2 separate regions of the Mus musculus genome follow, and region 1 is linked to region 2. The links are chromatin contacts, called in public Hi-C maps. All regions are on one chromosome and are shown on one strand. The core of a region is the stretch at or near the end of the contact, and the rest is flanking DNA. Distances in the headings are between cores, read along the strand shown.

Region 1 (3,844 bases), core at 1,056-3,555, 1.0 Mb before region 2:
CCGGGCATTCACATCCGCTGAGTGTGCCAACAGCAGCCCCAGCACCTTCTGTGGTGGAGCAAGGGACAAGAGAAGACAGAGGGGAGCAGGAAGTGACATAAGAGGACAGAAGGAAGGGGCTGGTATGGTGACTAGTCATCCATCTTCCTAGCATGGTATCTCTTCCTTTCCTTTACACACCTAGCCTCTCCAGACCTGAGGTTGTTGGAGCTTAAACATCTTTGTTTTGCTGAGGAAAACAGGGATCTCTTCCCCATGCCACTTAGCATCTACCACCCTCCAACTTAGGTCCCCGAAAATCTCCACTCACACCCACCCTGGGCAAATCCACACACCCCAAGCCTAATTCCAGGAAAAACAAATGGCTCCCACTGTATTAATGGCAAAAACATCCTTTCCCTTAGCCCTTCCACAGACACCAAAATCATATAACCCCAATAAACAAGCATAACTGGATCCCCTTCGAAATTCAATGTTCCCGTTAAACATGTCCCACACCATTCCCACTGGCCTTAAGCTCTCTCCCCCTGGGAGCTGGAGCCAAGGAAGTGATGGGAGATCAAAGAGGCCTTCCCTTCCTCTTCAGGGTTGATAACACCATTGTACAGGACTCCATATGAGTTTGGGCCCTTAGGCAGTCAACTTAAATGTTGCTCGAGGGGCAAGGACACAGAATTGCTACTCCCCACCCCATCACAAGGAGAGAAATCTCAGTGCCCAGAGGGGGATCAGACTTAAGGTGGCCCCCAGGGAGGGATGAGTCACTCAGGCCTGGCAGCAGGGCCCCCGCAGTCTGCCAGCCCAGTGTTAAGCTCTCTCCCTGACGTCACATCAGCTGGCAGCACTCAGCCCCCCCCCCCCCAGCCAGTTCTAGGGGCAGGAAGGAGAAGCCAAACTCTGGTCTCCTCCCTGTGTGGGGCAGAAGAGTCTGTAGGGCAGAGAACTGAGTTTCTCTAGCCCTCAGCCCATCCTTTTTGAAAGGGAGAAATGAGGTAGGGTCTGTACCTCGTTTCGGGAGGCAGCGGCACGATGAAGAGGGGTCAGCCACAGTGTGTCCTTAGCGTTGACGTTAGCACCTGTGTGGACACAATTTGCTATTTTGTTGGGATTTGAGGAGGGGGAGGGAAGGAAACCAATAATCAGAGTGGGGAACCTGAACGGACAGAAAGCCATTCTTGTACCAAGCACCAGCAATCAATCCTCGGATCTAAAAAGACTTCTCCCCTCCCTAGATGCCGCACCTCCCAGCTCCCCACTTTCACCTGACATCAGTAGCAACTGGAGGATGGGGACATCGCCTACGTAGGCAGCAGCATGCAATGGGGTTCGCCTCTCTTGGTCCTGGAAAGGCAGAAAAGAGAAGCAGCTGTAGAGAGAAATTATCCTGAACGCCAGTTCTAGTATGAGAACTCCAAGCCCTTCCCTTCCTCTAGGTTCTTCTGCAGGGTCTTAAATCCCAATATCGGGCTTCAAAAGCCAGCATCCTGGGAGGGTGGAGTCAGGGCTACCGACCAAGAAACCTACTCCTTCCCGGAGGGGTGGGGGCGCTGCAGACCCCGATGGTTGAGAAGGGGACAGGGTTTTCTGGGCATCCCCAGAACCCATGATCGGTGCTCCATGCCTGACCAACCTTAAATGCGGAGCAGGCTCCCATTTCTGGGTAGAAAGAGCTGCAGTTTCATCAGAGCAGAGGAGAAACGGAGCCGCCCCACTTGTGGGGAGGGGTCCCGAACCCCTCCGGATTCCGGCTCGCCATCCTCCCTGCTCCCAACTCACCAGTACATTGATGTTCTCCTTCTGCGAGAGGAGGGAACGCACTTCCTCCACATCTCGGCTAAAGATGGCCTGGACCAGGGGCGGCTGCAGGGAGAACCAGCTTTCAGGGAGCGGGCCCGAGCCACGGCGTTACCAGGAGGTGGGGGAGCACACAGGTTGGAGGGGGGCGTCGCTGGAGGGGCTCCGCTACAGGGGTCCTGGCTGCAGCGGATTCCCGCCGTGCCCCCACCGGTCGCCAGGCCCCCAAGGACACCCGCTCCACGGAGTGGAGCACGGCGTGGGGCGCGGCGGGAGCCGCGGGAACCCCGGGCTCGGGCCCAGCCTAGGCCGCACATCCCCGGGCTCGCGTGGCGGCGGTGCCGGGGCCTGGGAAGAGGAAGTGGGGAAGGGTGGGAGGGCTGACCTGGTCCGTGATGCTGAGGATCCCCATGGCCCGGCCCAGGCTCCGTCCGCATCGAGCTCGCGGCAGCGGCGGCAGCGGCGGCGGCGGCTCCACCGGGGACACGGGGCGGCCCAGGCGGCGGCTGCGGCGGCGGCTGCGGGGAGAGGGCGGCCCCGCCTACCGGGGGGCGGGCGAGCGGGAGCCCGCAGCGCTCCCTGGCGGCGAGCCTTGGCCGGGCCTCGGGGTGCTCGCTGTCCGCGCAGGCTGCCCAGGCCTCGGCGCCCTCGCCCCGCGCCAGGACGGCCAGGGCGGCCCGGGCTCCCCCTACCCCGCGCGCGGGTTCCGCAGCTCCGCCAGCGGACCGCGCTGTGCCCTCCGTTGCAGTCGGGCGGCCCGAGGGGTCTCTCGCAGGCCCATGGCACGGAGTCGGGTCTCGCTCCCCCAGTGACTCCCGAGCCCAGGACCAAACAGCGGGCGAGAGCTCACCCAGCCCACAATGCTCCGGTAGAGCGGACGCCTCCGACCGTACTCACACCCCCAAGTACCCCAGAGATAGTGGAAACTCGGAGTGTGGCGACCCGAGACTTATAGATGGCCCCAGAACCAGTCTCCACTGGGTAGAAAGAAAATAGCAAGATTGCTAAGCTGCAGAAAAATCTCAAAAGACTCCTGCTTCAGGAAGCCTCCGTGAAGAGCTGGACACTTGGCAGCTGAAGAAAGGCCTCTAAGCCCAACAGCAACTCCATAATTACCCTGCCAGATTAGGGTAGTAACTGTTTCTCCCGGTAAAAAGGCAGTAGAGAGGAACTCCCCCTCACCCATTGGAGAGGTCAAAAGAGGCAGCCAATCAGGGACAGTTGGCCGAGGGAGAAAGAAAAGTGGAGACTGATAGATGGGTACAATTTATAAAAGATGCTTTAGAGCCAGGTGTGAATCATTTATAAGATTCCTGCGCTCTGGAACCTGAAGCAGGAGGATTGTGTATTCAAGAACTGTCCTGGCTACATCATGAGCCCCAGTTCCTTTGTGTTGCTACGATAACAATGACCAAACCAACTAAAAGAAGGAAAGGGTTTAGTCCATCTTTGAGAAAACTTAGGGCAGAAACTCAGACTTGAACTTGAACGAAGAACCCAGGGAGGAATGAACCCAGGCTCAAGCTTAACCAGATCTCTTATCTAATTTAGGGCCACCTGACTAGGGATGGTACTACCCACAGTGGACCGGGTCTGCCTATATCCATTAGCCAACAAGAAAGTGTTGGGCCTGGGCAGGTGGTTCAGCTAGTTAACGAGCATTGACCACTCTTCCAAAGGGCCCAAGTTTAATCCCCAGCAGCCACTTAGCAACTAATAGCGGATTGTAACTCCAACTGCAGAAATTTTTGGTGGGTAAAACATTCATACGTGAGATTTAAAAAAAAAAAAAGTAGTTTATAAGTTAAATTGAAAAGAAATCACTCTGTCTCAAATCTCACCGCCAAACAACAACAACAACAACAATAATAATATATAATAATAAGGGCTGGAGAGATGGCTCAGCAGGTAAGAGCACTGACACTGACTGCTCTTCCAAAGGTCCTGAGTTCAAATTCCAGCAACCACATGGTGGCTCACAACCATCTGTAGTGAGATCTGACGACCTCTTCTGGTGTGTCTGAAGACAGCTACAGTGTACTTAGAAAAA
Region 2 (3,796 bases), core at 1,215-3,714:
AAAGCAATCATCCAATCAGGGGCTGGCAAGATGGCTCAGTGGCTAAGAGCAAGGACTGCTCTTCCAGAGGTCCTGAGCTCAATTCCCAGCAACCACATGATGGCTCACGATCTCTCATAAATCCACTTTCAGAGGCTCTGACCTTACTCTATGACCTCCTCAGACACCAGAAATGCACGCAGTATACATACATGTATACATACATGCAAGACATTTCTACATATCAAGTAAATACATAATAAAAACTAATTTTATAAAAATTACATATACGGCTGAAGAGATGGCTCAGCAGTTAAGAGCACTGACTGCTCTTCTAAAGGTCCTGAGTTCAATTCCCAGCAACCACATGGTGGCTCACAACCATCTGTAATGGGATCTGATGCCCTCTTCTGGAGTGTCAGAAGACAGCTACAGTGTACTCATAAATAAAAATTACATATATATCTCAAAACAGGGTTTCTCTGTGAAGCCCTGGCTGTCCTGGAACTCACTCTGTAGACCAGACAGACTCAGAGATCTGCCTGCCTCTGCCTCCCGAGTGCTGGGGTTAAAGGCGTGCGCCAGACAGCCTGGAAATAAAACAGTTAATTTTAAGTGAATACAGGAGAAAGCAGTCTTGTGGTTTGTGCTTGTCACCGAAGCACTGGGGAGGCTGAGGCCTGGACAGCTGTGAGCCTGAGCTCAGCCTGGGCTCCTGAGTAAACTCTGGGTCAGCCTGGACTACTGAGTAACAGTCTGTCATCAAAACACAAAAGCATTTCCCTTTCCGCAGAACTCAAAAGGCTCCAAAACTGTCAGTCTGTGTAAGACAAGTCACATGACACGTGTAGAACTCTTTCTCTGTGGTTACTGGTCTGGCCTGGCTGTGGGTACCTTGTAAATTTCATGGATGTAACTTGTCAGTTATATGGAGTGTTGTCCCTTATCTGTTTCTACTGTGACTCCTTGCACTTGTTAGGTCTCATATGTGTCCCTGTCTTCATCTTAATTTTTTTTTTTTTTTTTTTTGGAGACAGGGTTTCTCTGTGTAGCCCTGGCTGTCCTGGAACTCACTCTGTAGACCAGGCTGGCCTCGAACTCAGAAATCCGCCTGCCTCTGCCTCCCGAGTGCTGGGATTAAAGGTGTATGCCACCACTGCTTGGCCCATCTTAATTTAAAAACAAAAAACAAACAAACAAAAAACACTTACTTTGCAGAGCCAAGAAGGTGGTTTAAAAACAGCGCTATGGCCTGAGAGATCTGTTTAAGGGAAGACTCTCTCTCCCCACCCCGCCATGCTTTTGAGTCTTTCTCAGGTGGGAAACTGAAATAGAGGCCCTCTCTCTGTGTCCAGTCACCATGGTAACACAGATTCAAAGAGACAGGGTACTCCCCTATCACGAACTACCCAAGGGGCTCGCAATCTTCCCTGGCGTGCCCTTCTGTTTCTTTGAGCTCACGCAGCTCCCTGGGCATCCGATTGGGCTTTGGGGACAGGAACCTGTCAAATTTCCTTAAGTTCGCCAGTGCAATCATTTCCACTCCGAGGGGTGCCATGTGCTAGGACGACCAGCAGAGGGCGCGAAAAGCCTTAAAGAGAGAGGTGTGGAGGTGGCAACTGCGTCCAGAATTTGGAGATGGAGAACGGAGTTTCTCCAGAGAGGTACTCTACACAGAGCACCACTGTCCTCAGTGATCTGTGAATGCACATTCTGCACTTAGAACTCTAGCCCGTGTTCTTCCTTCATGTTCCATAGGTCGCACCCCCTCCCCTCCTCTACATCAGTCAACCCAACTTCTTTCTCCCAAACCCCAACTCTCCAAATGCTCCACGTTCCATCCAAAGAGTGAGGCTGGCCTACAGACCACGACATGGGGAAAGCTCAGTTACGACCAATGAAGCCGAAGACCGAGGCTTCTGGTTTAACTTTCTGGGTGAGCTTTCCCCCCTCCCTCTCCCGCCGCGCAATATTTTCCTCAATGTTTTCCTGGCTCTGGTTCAGAGCCTCTTCGTGGACAGCCGATCCAGGGATCCGCGCCGGGATTTACTGTCCACCAAGAGCAGCGTGTTCGGGCGGGGGGGGGGGTAGTAGGCAGTATAGGGTCCCTCAAGGGAGGGGGAGGATCCTGGGGGTCCTGGGGGTGCCATAAGCCCGGCACCCCCTCTCTAGCTTCTATCCACCCAGCTCATCTTCTAGAACGGTCCGAAGGAAGGATATACGAGGGAAGTGAGCGGGAAGAGCCGTAGCGTGCGGGTGGCAACAGCGAGAAAAAGTTTTTGCAAAGGGGAAAAAAAAAGTTTGCGCTTCTCGCGGGTGGTCCCGGCTCGAGGCCCGGCGGGCTGGGCCGGCGGGAGGGCTGGGGGCCAGGTTGGGAGGGTGGGGTGGCACTGAAGCTGCGCTGCAGTGGCCCTGTGACCCCCCTCCCCGCCACACACCTCCCCCCCCCCCCAGCCCAGTTTCCAGCCCTGGACCACGCATCCCGAGCACCGCGCCCCGACGGAGGTGAGAGGGGGGCAGGCGGGAGACCACCTGGGAGCGATGGGGGAGGGGCTGAGGAGATGCTCTGACGCCTAGGGACTCACCCTATCCCAGAAGGAGACCTGGGGCTCAGAGGCAATATGGGGTTGGGAGAGTTTGGGGAGAGCAATTAGGAAGTTTGGGTGTTTTCTTGTTTTGCTTTAATTTGTGCCTTCTTTTCTCTGCATCCCCTTCTTTTTTTCTGACAATCTGTGTCTGTCCCAGGTCTCTTTGTCCGCGCCTCTCCCACATACTAGAAATCTCTCCCTTTCTTGAGGTTGGGATGAAGAAGCAGTTGGGACGGCCAGCTGGAGGTCTGCGTGGTAGAGGGAACTCCAGGTGCGTCTCTGAGCGCCGTTGGAAGACGTCAGTGTTTCTAAGACGGGACCCACCGCAAAAGAAGGGAGCGCTCAGTGGGGTGGGAGTAGCGGTGTGCCAGGCAACAGAACCCCTGAGGGCCGGGCTGGGATTGGACTCCTGACCTGTGGCTGTGACAGATGTGCACATGGGGTTTAGGGGCAAAGGAGTGGGTTTGGACTCGGGAGGAGGCTGGGTGGGTTTCCTAACATGCGGTGTAGGCCGTAGAAAATCCCTAGGAATTCTGGACTTCTGAGTTCCCAAAGACTGTGGGCAGGGCCCCCGAGGAAGAGGAAGAGCTGGGGAGACCTTGTTTTGACCCTCTGACCTCAGGACCACCGGGGCAGCTGAAGCCAGGCGCCGGGAGACCCCTACTGGGGCAGAGCGGGACCACTGGCTACTGCCAGCTTGTGTATCCCTGTTGGCCCCCCGCCCAAGCGGGATCTGGGGACCGAGGCCCCTCCTCTGGCTCAGACCACCCTGCCTGCCCTTGCTCCCCGCTCTGAATCCTCTTTCAGGCCCCATGACCCTGAAACAATCAACCCAGGACAGTTAGCTTTGGGAACAGCATCAAGGAAAGGAAACTCCGTAGAGGCCGAGGGTTTGGGGCATCCGGAGAACCAGGGACTTTATGGTATAGGTCTTTCCTTCCAGTACGGGGAGAAAAGATGGGCAGTTTTCTTCTGGGAAGAAAGTTCGTGAACGCGGGTGATTTACCCTAGGGGGGCGGGGTTCAGAAGGACCCCCCTCCATTATCTCTCTGGGCATCCCCGCCGGACAGACGTCTCCGACTCACTCTTGACGTCACTAGGGGGTTCCCGGGGGTCTATAGGGGTTAACCCTTAGGAAGCCGGCGGAGATACCCAGGAATCCAAGGTGTCCTCTCCGCGCACACCTTATTTACACAGGCACTTCTTTCTCTTAGTTTCTGGTTTCTTTT

Evidence for each region. Hi-C and Micro-C count contacts between places; a contact is called where the count stands out from the background.
Region 1: a contact with region 2 is called in a Hi-C map of muscle stem cells, with 5 times the contacts expected there. The contact joins the promoter of Ankrd52 here to the promoter of Gli1 in region 2. A contact is called at or near these places in 3 of 39 promoter capture datasets (the SN4741 cell line, hippocampal neurons and neural stem cells), 1 of 484 Hi-C or Micro-C datasets (muscle stem cells), 3 of 115 datasets of contacts at active chromatin or transcription factors (embryonic stem cells and pancreatic cancer cells) and 1 of 9 other capture datasets (liver).

Annotation. Positions count from the first base shown.
Region 1 is chr10:128,375,585-128,379,428 of GRCm38.p6, reverse strand. Ankrd52 (ankyrin repeat domain 52) reads right to left here and starts at 2,305. Exons shown (of 28, transcript NM_172790.2): 1 at 2,180-2,305; 2 at 1,777-1,860; 3 at 1,263-1,341; 4 at 1,006-1,076; 5 at 1-48. The coding sequence starts at 2,206.
Region 2 is chr10:127,340,247-127,344,042 of GRCm38.p6, reverse strand. Gli1 (GLI-Kruppel family member GLI1) reads left to right here and starts at 2,464. Exons shown (of 13, transcript NM_010296.2): 1 at 2,464-2,484; 2 at 2,725-2,838.